Linked DNA regions of Mus musculus: regions 1 and 3 are each linked to region 2. Evidence: chromatin contacts called from public ChIA-PET data. All regions are on one chromosome and are shown on one strand. Each heading gives the region's core, a stretch centred on a gene start, on an enhancer-like site or on the middle of the called end of the contact. The rest is flanking DNA. Distances are from core to core; before and after follow the strand shown.

Evidence for each region. ChIA-PET counts read pairs in DNA pulled down with a chosen protein or histone mark.
Region 1: a contact with region 2 is called in an RNA polymerase II ChIA-PET map of memory CD8 T cells, with 30 read pairs. The contact joins the promoter of Trmt1l here to the enhancer-like site in region 2. A contact is called at or near these places in 13 of 39 promoter capture datasets (the 3T3-L1 cell line, 3T3-L1-derived adipocytes, the C10 cell line and 10 more), 1 of 15 datasets of contacts at CTCF or cohesin (pro-B cells), 2 of 484 Hi-C or Micro-C datasets (bone marrow-derived macrophages and nephron progenitors), 30 of 115 datasets of contacts at active chromatin or transcription factors (the 230-238 cell line, the SCID.adh cell line, acute myeloid leukemia and 21 more) and 3 of 9 other capture datasets (adipose tissue, liver and pancreatic islet).
Region 3: an RNA polymerase II ChIA-PET map of memory CD8 T cells shows a contact between it and region 2, with 10 read pairs. The contact joins the promoter of Rnf2 here to the enhancer-like site in region 2. A contact is called at or near these places in 2 of 39 promoter capture datasets (cranial neural crest and pre-B cells), 2 of 484 Hi-C or Micro-C datasets (CD4 T cells and CD8 T cells) and 1 of 115 datasets of contacts at active chromatin or transcription factors (memory CD8 T cells).

The regions. Positions count from the first base shown.
Region 1 is chr1:151,426,005-151,430,971 of GRCm38.p6, forward strand. Trmt1l (tRNA methyltransferase 1 like) reads left to right here and starts at 2,538. Exons shown (of 15, transcript NM_026876.4): 1 at 2,538-3,098. The coding sequence starts at 2,873. It overlaps Swt1 (SWT1 RNA endoribonuclease homolog (S. cerevisiae)), which reads right to left and starts at 2,431. Exons shown (of 20, transcript NM_025819.4): 1 at 2,293-2,431.
Region 2 is chr1:151,072,882-151,077,869 of GRCm38.p6, forward strand. Gm36297 (a long non-coding RNA gene) reads left to right here. Exons shown (of 4, transcript XR_387468.4): 3 at 2,766-2,844; 4 at 3,774-4,449. Gm36139 (a long non-coding RNA gene) reads right to left here. Exons shown (of 3, transcript XR_387463.3): 2 at 2,427-2,545; 3 at 1,579-1,914. Among named protein-coding and RNA genes, the nearest start is that of Gm36077, 8.5 kb to the right of the region's middle. Within about 2 kb of position 1,775, at least 51 of the 459 cell types and tissues checked have an H3K27ac peak or open chromatin away from gene starts, as enhancers often do. A contact at or near this core is called in CD8 T cells, bone marrow-derived macrophages, memory CD8 T cells and 1 more, where this site is marked.
Region 3 is chr1:151,499,720-151,504,654 of GRCm38.p6, forward strand. It overlaps Rnf2 (ring finger protein 2), which reads right to left and starts at 1,272. Exons shown (of 7, transcript NM_011277.3): 1 at 1,000-1,272.

The DNA.
Region 1 (4,967 bases), core at 1,288-3,787, 350 kb after region 2:
ATTTTAAATCTCTATAACCCTGGGTCCAATAAAATCATTTCAAGCAAAAAGGGATCAAAGGTAGAAAAATTCTAAAATGTCCTGCCATAAGATTGTTCACCTAAAACATTGCAGCTTTTGGTTCAATAATGCTTATATAGCATCTTCCATAATAAACAGGACTAACCCGTATAATCAAAGCCACTGCATGGTATATATTAGCTAGGATTTCTATTGCTATAATAAAAACCATGATTAAAAGCAACTTGAGGAGGGTTTATTTCACTGACATTTCCACAACACAGTCACTCAAATAGTCCAGCAACCAAAATCAAGTTTCTGGCATGTGAGTAACTTTGAAGCTGACCCATGTCAAGTCTTTACCTGACAACAGTGGATCTACCAGGTAGCTTCAGTATATCGTCGTTAAAGACCCAAATCCTAATACAGCCAGGAAGTTCATTTTTAATTCCTGGTCCACAAAAACTGTTGAAATTATTTTTATTGTTGCTTAACAGGGCCGGGCGTGGTGGCGCACGCCTTTAATCCCAGCACTTGGGAGGCAGAGGCAGGCTGTTTTTCTGAGTTCAAGGCCAGCCTGGTCTACAGAGTGAGTTCCAAGACAGCCAGGGCTACACAGAGAAACCTTGATGTGAAAAAACAAACAAACAAAAATATAAGATAGCTTATGCAGTAATGCAACTGATGCTTAATATACTCTCCTAAGCCTTTAAACTGAAAATTCCCTCATGCTTAGAAATTCTGAATTTAAACTGCCACAGAATCCCCATGCTAACATTAAATTGTTGTCATCTGTTTTCTAGCTGGTGTTAAATAAGGTTAAAATATTGAGTCAAGCTCTCAAATTAATCATTTACTCTTTTTATAAATGGGAAAAAAAAAAAAACAAGTACTACAAGTACTAAGGATGTCATTTAGAGCTAAGACACAGTGCCTGTTATGAATACCAAAGGCAGAGGGAGGGGTGAGGTGGGGTGAGGTGTTCTGTCAATTAAAAATAATACCATTTCTTTTTTTTTAATATATTATGTATTTATGTGCTTTATGTGTTTTGTCTGCATTCAAGTCTCTGTGAGGGCATCAAATCCCTGGGACCTGGAGTTACAGATGGTTTCCATCTGTCAAGTGGATGGCTGGGAACTGATAAGAGTCTTCCGCAAGAAAAGCAGGTGACCTAAACCACTGAACAATCTCTCTGGTCCTAGTTACCATTTCTACAGGTTGTAATAGGTGCTATTGTCTCACTTTTAATCGTTAAATAGTTAACTCCCCACATAGGAATCCTAGTCCAAAAGCGGTTAAAAGGCCTTCAGTCGTCTTGTGGGGCCAGGCTTCTGACCTTTAAGCTAAGGAGCTAAGCAAATACTTTACCACTGAGATAAGTACATTCGTAGCCCTTAAGGGCTTTAGAACTTGCAAAAGACTGGTGGGGACAAAGTTTACGTTAAACTGGGGAAGGAAAAACACCTTCAAACACTCCAACTAGGAAGGACAATGAGAGAGCAAAACTTCCAGACAGCATTTCAAAGTAACAAACAATCACACACCGTCTCCTATGGTTTCCCAACAGAGGAAAAAAACCTGAGAACCTCCCCTCTTGCCTTAAACGCTCAAGACAGTCCGAAGCAGGCAACCTGAAAGAAAGATCAATTTGGGTTGTTTTTGTTTTGTTTTTCCAGTCTGCTCCAGTGTGCTTATTAGAAATAAAGTGAAGAGAACAAATAAGACTTCGGTGATAAACAAGTCCAGGATATATATATTTATAAAACTTGAGGCGCAGAGGATTCCCTGGCCATATTCCTTAGAGAATCTGAAATGCATCAAAGTGATACATTTGTTAGTAAAAGCCTAAAAAAAAACAAAACAAAACAGGTCAAAACTGCAAAACAATCTCCTACAACCACACCGCGCCTATTCTGCTATCCTTAACCTAGAGGCAAAATTGAAAAAGTGAAGAGCGTCCGGGTCGCAAGTTGTGGGGGGGAAAGTTGTGGAGAGCGGAGTCAGGACTCTACCTCAGGGGGCTGACAGAAAAGTGCTTCTGGGATTCATAAACTGCCTCGGCCCACCCCCACACAAGCCGCCATCGGTCCCCCCACCGCCTCAGGTCCAGCTGGAGCAACCCGGCCACACACTCCACGAGCCGGCCGACCTCCGACCAGCCCCCGCAGTCGCCCGGCCCAGACCTCAGCTCGCGGGTCCCGAGCCCGACCGACGTCCGGGTACAGGAGGCCAGCAGTGAAAAGCTGTCGCCCAGAGAGATGTCCACGCGCCCGGAATACCCTAACTTACCTGAGTCCGCGGCAGCAGCAGCCACAGCGACAGTGGCGATTCCCCGGACCAGTCGGACACCCAAAGCGCCTTCCCAGAGCCCGCTGCACACTGGGAAATGTAGTTCTGTACTCGGACCCCCGCCAGGAGCCGAACGCTCCAGGCAATTCTAGAGTTCTCGGCGCTCTGTGTGTGTTTCCTCCAAGGACCGGAACTGAGCACCGCCCATGAGGCGCGATGCCTCCTGGGTGTTGTAGTCTTATTTCGGTTCGGTGGCGGCCAGTGATGCAGAGGACGTACCGAGGAAACGGAACTCTTTTTCCTCATTGGACACTGTCCGCCACACGCTTCTGCGCAGTCTGTGGTGGCGTCGTAACGCCTCGGGGAAGGGGAAGCCGGCGAAGGGTCGAACCGCTGCCTCTGGCTTTCAGTTTTTCTGCTGACAGGGTTGGGTCACTGGAGCTCCGCCGTTTGTCTGTGGCACGCGTACAGCCTTCCCAATTGCTTCCCCGCCCTTGGATCCAGCCCTGTGTGCATTAACGTCTATTAACCCACTCCGCCGCGAGTCCCCTCCGCGTCCCCTGGCTCGGAGGCCGTAACTATGGAGAATATGGCGGAGGAGGAGCTGCTACCCCAGGAGAAGGAGGAGGCCCAGGTCAGGGTCCCGACCCGGGCCCCGGATTCGGCTCCGGTCCCAGCTCCGGCCGCAGATACGGCTCTGGACTCGGCTCCGACGCCGGACTCGGATCCAGCCCCAGCCCTTGCCCCGGCCCCGGCTCCGGCCCTGTCCCCGTCCCTAGCCTCTGTCCCCGAGGAGGCTGAAAGCAGTAAGTGCAGACGGCCTGATCTCTCTGCCGCAGAGAAGCGAGAAACCATGCCTCGCTGGGGAATAGGGGAGGCCCTTCTCCAGGGTGTTTTTTTTAATGTGGAAAGGCAAATTTAGAAAAATGGGAGGAGGAGGAGGAACCAGAGCGGCAGGTAAGAGTAAAAGGAATACAGCATGGAAAGGGATACTTCTTCCATAAACCTCGAGGATATCATCCTGAAGGATATATGAAGGCCAGGCGTGAGGCAGAGAAAAATAAACAATGAAATTAGTGGCTGTGTCCGTTAGTGTCTTTAGTAGTTTCCATCTCAACCCAGTCTACAATAGTTTTAAAACTTTCCACTGTGTTACAGTAATGGAGGTACTAAGGTAGTAGTAGATCAAGATTGAGAAACTGAAAGCATTTTTCAGTCAGGACTTATACACACTGATGGATTTGTCTCATTGCTGGAGTATACTTTGCTCCCGAGAATAGAAACTCCGTCTCTTGTATCTGCCAAATACTAATTGAGCTTTGTACTTCATTCCAAAGGACAACGATCGTGAAAACGTATAGCCCATATTTTTATTTTCTGAATGTGTTTATACATGTTCCGAGTGGTGGTTTTTCGGTTCATATAAGAAACATAAGACTGATAATTATTAGCATTTTAAGGATCTTCTTAACATTTTGCACAGCGGGCCTAAAAAAAAAAAATTCAACGAGTTTTGTTTTTTTTTTCAACAAATCTGTGGTCCATAAATGGATCTTTATACTCCTTCTGAATTATCGCGTGAGGAATTAATTCATATTTCTAGGCCAGTTGGGGGTTAAATGTACATAAAACAGTCATAATCTAAGAGAATTATTTTGCAGTTCTACAACCACATTCAAGAGCAGCAGAATTGATCCCAGGAAAGACAAAAATCATCCAGTAGACTCATCATTTGGGATCACAGCTTTTAGTGCAAAACAAGGCCTTTTCTCCCTCTACATACAACCTGATGGATAGGGACTTTTACACTGTTAAGGGAATAGCTACCACCCACCTGATCATGTTTAAATCGGACATAGTTCAGCTGTTTGGGGAATGCTTCTTTACTTCTTCACCATTTTAATGCCTTAAAATGCCTCATGGGGCATAGTGACTCCTCATGGTATGTATGCCTGTAATCCTAACACTCCAGAGATTCAGGCAGGCCTGGTAGCTTGGAGATCAACCTGAGCTGCCTAGGGAGACATTGTCCCAAAAGTCTGTCTTAGGGGAAGAGGGTTGCAAACATTTGATTATATGTGCTACAACAATTACAAATTTCTACTGTGAAGAATTTGTGCTGTTGAAACCTTTAAACACGCACTAATCCTTTGAAAATGTATTTTCAGATCTAGTTAGTCCTTTGAAGGCAGTAGCAGCTAGGCAAGATGAAAATGGTGATTCTGAAATAGAATTGAAATTTGAGGAAAAAGTAACAGAAGAAATTGTGAAAGAACCTTCTAGTATATTGGGTTTGTCTGATTTAACAGGTTTACTTTATTGATTATGAGTATGCTATTTAAAAAAAAAAAAAAAGGAGTGTGCCGGGCGTGGTGGCGCACGCCTTTAATCCCAGCACTCGGGAGGCAGAGGCAGGTGGATTTCTGAGTTCAAGGCCAGTCTGGTCTACAAAGTGAGCTCCAGGACAGCCAGGGCTACACAGAGAAACCCTGTCTTGAAAAACCAAAAAAAAAAAAAAAAAAAAAAGAGTGTTTAAATACAGAATGATATTACCATGTTGAACCAGAAAAGATTAGAAAGATATAAAAAGAATTTTCAGACAGGTTTTGAAATTTTCCTTCAATAGTGGACTAGATAATTTTCAGTTTTCTTTTTCTAACTTATTAATTTTATTA
Region 2 (4,988 bases), core at 525-3,024:
TCTGCATCTGTATTTGTCAGGCTCTGGCACAGCCTCTAAGGAGACAGCTATATCAGGATCCTGTCAACAAGCACTTCTTGGCATCCCCAATAGTGTCTGAGTTTGGTGGCTGCATATGGGATGGAGCCCCAGGTGGGGCATTCTCTGGATGGCCTTTCCTTCAGTCTCTGCTCCACTCTTTGTCCCTGTATTTCCTTTAGACAGGAGCAATTCTGGGTTAAAATTTTTGAGGTAGGTGGGTGGCCCCATCCCTCAACCAGGGGCCATGCCTAACCTCTGGATATGGTCTCTACAGGTTCTCTCTCCCCTTTGTTGGGTATTTCAGCTAATGTTATTCCCGTTGGGCCCTGGGAGCCTCTTGCTTTCCTGGCATCTGGGACTTTCTGACGGGTACCCCCAGTCCCCCATCCCCCACTGCTACACACTTCTACACAGAGTGAATTTAAGTGAACGTTGTATCTCTTTATAAGACCGAAATACTAAAACTATGTTTATCTGAGAGCCCCAATCTGAGGTGGAGTGATATTAAGGACAAACGTAGCTAGAAAGGAAGCCCACTTCTGTTCAGAAAAGGGGAATCAATAATTCAAATCAAATGATTACTTTCACACTTCTCTATTCTTAGAAACTTGAATAACAGCCACTGAATAACATATATTGGCTTTTACATCAACATTACTTCAGCTTGAATAGGAGTGGCCCAATCTAAAGTGTGAGGCCTCTAAAAACAGAATCTCAAACTCTAGAATTCAGCGTGACATCACTTTAACAGAAAAAAAATGCTAAAATCAACCTCCAAATTTATAATTACACATCAGTTGAAATTCTGTCCTGTTTCCCCTACCCCAAAATTATACCTAATATGATATAGGTTTAAACAAACCAGTTCCTTCCTCATAGAAAACCCTAGAAGTCGATTATTTAACATTGATGTGGAGCTCCAGGGTCCAAAAGACTAGATTTCTATTCACAAGCTTCCTTCGTTTCCCATTCTTGGAAAAATAGAGAAAGTAGCATACCTTTACCCATAGTCCACTCTCCGGCACTTAGGCACGTGGCCACGAATTGCTTCAGTCGAGATGGGAAACAGTCTTTATTCTCAGCAAGGTAAAATCCAAAGCTATTGCTAAGAATGGAAACGAATACTGAAGGGCAATTAATAAAAATATCACCCGCATGTGCCTCAATTTCATTCCATAATTGTCACCAAATGTAGTCTCCTTCTTTCTACATTTCTTCAGTATTCAGAATAGAACCAAGCTCATTCTGCAATGGAGCCATGATATATGAAGATCATACAACACACTATACTTTCCAGTTTGCTTCATTAAGTGAAGATGGTCTTTATCAGCAGCTCAATGTAAACTCTCCAAAATGGATTATTAAGAATAAATCCACGGCCTGAGATGGCTCAGTGGTTAAGAACACTGACAGCTCTTCCAAAGGTCCTGAGTTCAAATCCCATCAACCACATGGTGGCTCACAACCATCCGTAATGAGATCTGACGCCCTCTTCTGGTGCATCTGAAGACAACTACAGAGTACTTAGATATAATAAATAAATAAAGAAATAAAGAATAAATCCAAAAATGGCACAGTTTAATGCGACATAAAATACATAAATGCAAAAAAAAAAAAAATAAAAAAACTTCCAGAAGGATTTATTGGCAGGCTCAAATACAAATCGGAATTTGCATATGCATGGCAGAGAACTTCCTCTCTATTCCTTTTTAAGTATCTTCTAGACGCACTTCCTCAAACTGCTTCTCTCTCTTGCCACCACAGTCGTGCCTATCAAAGTTCAGTTGCAAGCAGTTTCTTAGATAAGTTGAATCTTACAGACTGTTCTGAGTGTCCTCCGTGTGCGCCCCTTTCCATCTCTCTTCGGTGTTCCAGTGGGAGGCAAGGCAAGGGCTGGAGGGGAAATGAGACATGGGCGACAGTAAACCAAACGTGGAGTGGTAAGACCTTTGCATGGATATGTGAATATAAAACAAGATGAATGCCTAACTGTGGGATGCCAGAGGAAAGTATGAGCATGTCCAACCATGTGTCTCTGATATAAACTTCATTATCATCTTGGAATACAAAGCACATTATATCTTCTTTAGAGAGCCAGTGGACCACTGCTTGCTCTGAACTCTGCTTGCTTTCAAACGAGAAAGCAAAGGGAAACTGTCACTGCTAGCGTGGCTGCTCAGCAAGCACACATCGCAGTGACTGAACGTCGTCTACCTCAGTGGTTTCCCTGCCGCACTTGTCTTAGAACACAGACACATATTCGGTTGCCACATCTAAGACATTGATTCTGGTCTTTCTAGGTAAACCTCCGCCATACCTGAATATTACAGATTGTGAAACTGACCTGTAAGCCTGAGGTGCCAATTCTACACAGTTTAAGGGGAAGTTTGGAGCTTAAGCCTCACCTCTGCCCAGTGGTGATATTCCAGCAACACTGAAACTGGAAAATGACTCTTTTGCAAGGTTTCACACCTGATCTCAAACCTCTGCTCTACCAAGAGCTGTTGTTAGGGGCGTCCTGAACCTGTTGAGTAACAAAAAGTACAATGGCACAGTTATTCTTTCCCCCTATGTATGAACCCATCCTGAAATTACTTTGTGTTTGTTGACTTCCTGGTAGAAGGAAGGATAATTTTTAAATTTTGCATTTGGCTATTACTTGATCTAGACCATTAAAAAGGCATATTAGGCCACATACGTGAGGCTGTCTCTGGAACTGACATGAAATACATTTCCTTTTCTAGGAATCTACATGAGCAATTTACCTCCAAAGAAGAAAAGAACTTGGAAGTCATTTTCCGGAGGACAGGGTACACGAAGCTTGTAAGTTTTGGCATCGCTGGGATAGAGGAAGTGTGATGACTAAGTCAGTGTGCTGCTGTTAGGGAAAAGCATGTTCTAATGTGCCACCTGCAATTTCATCTCATGAGCAGCAGCTTTCTGATCCAGGACAGTTTTTATACCGTTTAGAGAAAGATAGAGACTAGCTACGTAGAACTTGGGCAACAAGAGAATGAAGAACTGCTAAGGGAAGATGCTGAACCTGTTAGAAAGGCTGCCCTGGATAAGGAACTCACAGCAGAGACAAGATGAGCTTGGGGCACTGCTAAAATATCATAAAGTGTGAGTAAGTTCCAGAGGGTCTACAGGCGAGCAAGAGATGAATAGCTTCTCTCCAAAGAGGGTCAGGGGAGGTGATAAAGTTTGGTTGTCAATGGTTAAGGATAATCAACAAAGACACAAACCTCTCCCTGGCTTCTGCTCGTGGCTTCTCTTTTTGTTTGGAGTTTGGTAGATGCCTTTAAAAACAACACCATGTCCTTTAATTCTGACAAGTATTCCACACATTGCTAGGCTAGTGAGAGCTACCTAGTTTTGCACTAGTGTGAAAGTGAGCAACTCTACAGTATGATCTATACTCTGTTCTTGGTGCCCAAGGACATGGAGTAGTGCCCGAGATATCTGGAGATAGTCTCTCACCTCATAATCAATCCCATAATCCATTGCAGTGTAACTCAAAGACTCAAAAATGGATTTGTGTTTGTATGATTTCCCCGCCTCGTTTCTCACATTAATGCTGCCACTAACAAACACCTAAATAATGAATAGTTTATTTTTTTTTTTAACTTACTATCTGGAGTGACCTAGGAAACTTTAATAACAATCTTGTATTTTTCTGAGAAATAAACTTATTTATAATGATTGTCAACTTTCTTCGTAAGCCTGGTTAAAAACATGTTTTGCTTTTCCAGAGAACAATGAATGATCAGCAATCCTTGATGGTGTCCATTTTAGAAACGGAATGAAAACAAGAGCCATTATTGAGGAGTTAGAAGGTAGAACAAACTGTCTTCCGTTGAAGTCATCATTGTCTTGTAACGCTGGCCCTCAGAAGTGAGAGACCGGATAAAATACAACAATAATTATTACAAGTAATAAGGGGAACTATGTCCAAGAAATGACAGTTTCAGACGGACGAGTCCATTTGAACAATCAATAACACTTCAATGCTCCTCTTAGATGATATTTTGTGGTTATAGCTTATGGTTAGCATTCTCTTCACATCAAAGGACTCACTTTATTGGTTCTCTGGAGATGTACAGGAGTTGGAAGAAAAGAACTAAACCGCTGCATTGACGTCGACTGAGAGGACGGTGAAAAGTCGCCTTCTGTGCCTACTCTACCTTTCACAAACACACCCTTTAATAGAGTACATTTGAAAACAAGTTGCAATCTTACTGCCGCAAAGTATCTAATGAATCACCAAGTTATTTTGTTAGAATTGCTTCAGATGACTAAAATATCAATTTGCTTCTGATTGGAATCCAGACAACTTGGTATCAAAACAATAATTAACTTTCTTCCCCACCGCCTTCCCATTTCTCTTTTTGAGACAGGCTCTCACTCTGTAACCCAGGCTAGCCTTGAACTCAAACCAATCCTCCTGCCTCAGCCTTGTGGGTGTTTTTTTTTTTTTTCATTTATGGGTATGAATGTTTTGCCTGTGCCCCATGTGTGTAGAATATTCATGGAGGCCAGCAAAGGACATCTGCAACTAGAGTTATAGGCAGTTGCGCGCCACCATGTGAATGATAGCAACCAATCCCCAAGTGCTCTTAACCATGGCGCCACCTCTGCAGCCCCAGTCTTGGTTATTTTAAAGAATGTGTTATTTATAAGCACTTAGAAATATGTATAATGTATTGTTTATGGGTTAGGTGTGACTAGCTTTCATGTCATGAGCAGAGAATATGAATAGTCTGCGCCAGGCATAGAAATATATGTCTGTTATTTCAGGACTCAAGAGGCCGAGGCAGGAAAATCACAAGCTCAGTGCCAGTTTGCACTATATGGTGTGAATGACATTTTGTTGGAGGAGCTGCACTTTTTATAAGGCTGATTAAGTGACTAGAACTCCACTATTTGTAGGGAGGTTGGAATTCTGCAGACCCAAAGCCTCAACTTTA
Region 3 (4,935 bases), core at 22-2,521, 430 kb after region 2:
AAATATGGCTTAAATTACTTGACACTATGCCTTCCTTTTTTTTTATTTCAAAAGAAATAACCGCATACCAAATACTTAAAAGCCTAGCTAAGCTTTTTCACACACCGTGTAGAAAGTCTGACATTTCCACAACAAGTCACAAGGCATACAAACTTCCGACAGCTTCTTTAAAAAGACACCCAACGGGGCTTCGGGGACATGAATCGGTAATCTGTTCCGGTGGGCAAAAGCAAAGAAAGGAACCTCAAAGTTTCCAAGACCGACCTTTTTTTTTTTTTTTTTTTTTAAACCAACAACAATATCTCTGCGAGTATGAAGGCGACTTCTGAAGCGAGGAAACGATTCTAACAAGGGCCGGGACTCGGGAGCCGACAGGCAGAGGGAGTGGACCAAGGATTTCGGCAAACACAGCCCGGGGTCAAAACGCGAAGCAGCTCGAACCCACGGAGTCGCCCCCTCCCCCAACACCGCCTCCAGGGTGAGCCCGTGGCTCGCGGAGGCGGCAACAGATACTCCGGGGCAGGCGGCGGCTCTCCAGGAATGTGGGGCCGAGAGGGGATCCCGAGCCCACCCCGGTGCCAGGTCCCAAAGGAGAGCTGTCGGCCCGGAGCGCCCCTCCCCGCCCCCACGGCGCCGACCTCCGGGCCCCGCGAGCAAGCCCAGGGCTAAGTTCTCCCAGCGCTCCGGTGCCGCCCTCGAGGCCCCGGCCGCCGTAAGCCCAGGGCCGCGCGGGTGCGCTTCCCCGAAGGGCTCCGGACGCTTCGCCAGCCCGGTGCTCACGGGCCGCGAACAATGAGCCCTCCCGGGCGGGCCGCGAGCGGCGGAGCGAACGGCCGGGGGCGGCGGCGCCATCGCCTCACGGCCCCTCGCGGCCGCGGACACACACACACACACACACCCCCAGCCCCGCCGCCGCTCGGGCCGCGGCCCGTTCCGGGTGCCCCTGCCCCAGCCCGCCGCCCTCGCAGACGTCGCCATCCCCCTCCCTGCCTAGCTCACCGGCTCCTGCCCCAGCCCGGGGGTGCGCTGGCAGTGGCCGGAGCGAGACTCGAGAATCAACCGCCGGCGCCGCCGCACAATATGGCGAGTCTCGGCTTCCGCAATGGAGCTCGGGAAATACAACAGGGGCCGCTCAATATTCATGAGAGACTGGGGAGGGGGGAGCCGGCTCGGCCGGAGCTGCGGGGAGGGCGGGAAGGAGCGAGCGAGCGAGCGAGCGAGCGAGGAGGCGGAGGCGCGGGACGCGGACGCGCACCGCGCGGGGAGGCCCCTGGCGTAGGGGAAGGGGCGTGCCTAGTGCAGGCCCGGACCGCCGGGCCACGCCCACACCCTGGCCCTGGCTCCGCCCCCGCCCGTGGCTACAGCTCGCCAGACGCCCCCAGCGCCGGCGCAGCCCCCAGCCAACGCCTGCTGACTTGGGCGTCTTCTTTCTGTCTGTTTCCCCCGTCCTGGAGCCTTTCTGGGCCTGTCTGAGCCCACAGGTTGCGCCTTCCCTCCCGCTGCTGAGGTTTCGATTTGGGCTTCCAGCCCCTGACTTCGTCCTCGTCCTCGTAGTCATCCCAGCCCAAGTAAATCCTCAGGGTTTCTGCTGCAGAACTTTCCGGACTTTGGATCTCTAAGGCATACAAAGCCAGCAAGATCTAAGGAAAGTGACCTTCAACTCTGGAAATAGGCGCTTGTTAGTACGTCCCTAATGATCTCCTTGCTACTCTTTATATCGACCTCCTTGACGCTTTCAGTGTTCTGAATTTGAAAATATAAGTAGCCATAGATAGTTGTCATTACCACCACCACTACCCAAAAAAATAGCCTGCAAGTTGTCACTCGGTAATTCCTGCATTTAACTTTTAAGTAACACGTAGGAAAAAAAGTTCCCTAACTTCAAAATGTTTCATTGGTCATGGTCTCTTGAAAGGATAATCAAGAATAGCAGATGATAAATGGGAAGGCACTTAATTTGCACTGCACTGAAATTGGGCGAGGTGGCTTATAGCTTCCAGTAACGTTATTATGGAATTCCTTTTCTGTGGCTTAAAATTTTCTTACTTATTGTATTATTCGGGGTTTTCTATAGAAACAACTAATAGAATGCATATATATTAAATATATTCAGCATATAGAGAGGGGGGATATTAAGTATATGCAATATAGAGAGAGGTGGGGTGGGTATTAGAGTGGCTTACAGGCTGTGGTCTAAGCCAACAGTACTGTCTCCAAACTACAAGGTGAAGAACCTAGTAGTTTTAAGCCCTTGGTGCTGGCTGTGTCAGCGGGTCGTTGGCCTATGTTGGAATCCAAAGAAGTGTTTTTTAATATCAGTAAAGTAATGTCTCAGCATCAGATCTTGCTGGCGAAAGCTTTCTACTCACCCCTTCCTTTTTTGTATGCTACCACAGAAGGTGTGGCAAAGAGTTCAGATGGGACTTCAAGGCTTGAATGATCCAATCAAGAAAACATTCACGAGTGTGCTCAGTTGTTTGGTGTTTTGTTAATCCCAGATGTGACCAACCAGGATTGGTGCTCACACTTACTGTCCACTCTAGCAATTTAAAAAGCCCAAGGTTAAACTTTTCCCGGGATGTGAATCAAAGCCAAAATAACCCCGAGTGTTGTGTTCCTCCATCCTCTGGAGACGGGTAGTCTGGAGCAGAAACACTGACCTTCCATCAAAGCGGAATGTTCATAATTGAGAACTCTTTGCTCTAGTTCAAACGCTTCTGGAAATCGTGATGTGTAACTGCTTGAAGCCAGTCAATCAGTGTTAAGGAAGGCCGTCATTTATAGGGAGCACAGAAGATACAGGTAAATCTAATATCCTATTTAAAGGGTCACAGTAGGATTGTCTTTAAAGAAGAAAACGTATGGGATATTTAGATTAAAAATTATTTAAAAAGTTAGACTTTGGGCTAAAAATCCTTTAGTACAAAGATACTTCTAACAAATCAGTGTGACTTCATCTATTTTACCTCTTCACTGGCATGAGACCAGTCTGCGGTGGCCCACACCTTTAATCCAAGCACTCAGGAGGCATAGACAGATGGATCTCTGTGAGTTCAAGGACAGCCTGGTCTACAGAGTGAGTTCCAGAACAACCAGGGCTACACAGAGAAACCCTGTCTGGAAGAAAACCAAAAAACTTGGAATGGATCATCCTAGATTGGCTTAAACAGGAAAGTTATGTTCTGCCATTTGGTAAGAAATATTTCTAAAACCTTTAGATTCAATACAACACAGGTTTATCGCCTGCTCATCCTTAGTGATTAATTAGAATCAAAATCACTGTTCCAGTCTCTCTGGAAACCAGATTGACAGAGACCTCAATCTCTTAGCTGTAGCCCTTGTGTTAGTCAGGGACCTCTAGAGTAACAGGACTTATAGAATGAATCTCTCTCTAGAGAGAAATGGAATTTATTATACTCACTATGGCTATAGTCCAGCTAACCCAATAATGGCTGCCTATAAATGGACTGTCCAAGAGTCTAGTAGTTCAGTCCACAGGGTGGGATATCTTAGCTAGTCCGTAGTATACGCAGGAATCCCAAAGACGTGGTCTCCAATGCCAGTGAAGGAATGGTTTTGCTAGCAATGCAAGAGCAAGCAGGCAAAGAACAAAAACTTCCTTCTTCCATGTGCTTGCAAAGACTTCCAGCAGAAGCTGTGGCCCTGATTAAAGAGGCCTCTTCCCAGATCAAAGATCCAGATTAGAAGTGGATCTTCCCACTTCAAATTAAGCAAATACCCCTCCATTTTTGGTTTTTGTTAGTTCCAGATATAGTCAAATGGACAACTAAGAATAGCCATCGATGCACCTGAGTCACAGTAATTCATTCTCTGTAGCAGAGAAAGAAAGAAACTGAAGAATAACCGGGAGCTTTCAAAAACTTACTTTGGAAGAGACACGATCACTGATGGAATTCCACTGGCCAGAACCAGTTACCCAAGTCAATACATCTACAAGGATGGTGCATTCTCGAACTTAGCTCAGGAAGAAAAGGAGAGTTAGTTGGGGTGTGTGTGTGTGTGTGTGTGTGTTTGGTTTTGGGTTTTTTGTTTTGTTTTGGTTTGGTTTTGGTTTTGGTTTTTTGAGACAGGGTTTCTCTGTGCAGTCCTGGCTGGACTGGAACTCACTCTGTAGACCAGGCTGGCCTCGAACTCAGAAATCCACCTGCCTCTGCCTCCCAAGTGCTGCGATTAAAGGCGTGTGCCACCACTGCCCAGAGAAAAGGAGAGTTATAAGTGAATAATTGTAATGTTAGCAATGGAGATGCCACCAGTTAGTTCATGGATGCTATGAATAACTCCAAGAAAGTTTACTCTATAACTGTTGGGGGTTCAAGATTAGCCACACAAACCATATGAGCAAAAATCTCAGTTAAAAATAGTTTATCAAAGCCAGGCGGTGGTGGCACATGCCTTTAATCCCAGCACTTGAGAGGCAGAAGCAGGCAGATTTCTGAGTTCAAGACCAGCCTGGTCTACAGAGTGGGGTTCCAGGACAGCCAGGGCTACACAGAGAAACCCAGTCTCAAAAAACAAACTAACACAAACTAACAAACAAACAAAAAGGCTGAATACAAAATGGCTACAGTTATGTTCAAAGGAGCAAGCCCAAACAATGGCTGTAGAAAAAAGTTGTGCCTTCAAAAATAAGCTCTGTACATGTTTCCTGTCATCTAATGTAGACTTTCCAATCTCCTCTCCATTCTTTTTGTTTTCTTATTTGGGGGAATCGGTGGGTTTGCAGACTTGGCTGCTCAGTTTGTTTTTGTTTTTTTGTTTTGTTTTGTTGGAGTTGGAGATTGTTTTGTTTCTTTTTACTTTGTTTGAGGCAAGCTGTTCTGGACAGCGTCAAACTCACAGACAATCCTCCTGTGTACAATCCACCCAAGTACTTGGCTTACAGTTTGAACCACTAATTCAGTACACAGAGTTTTT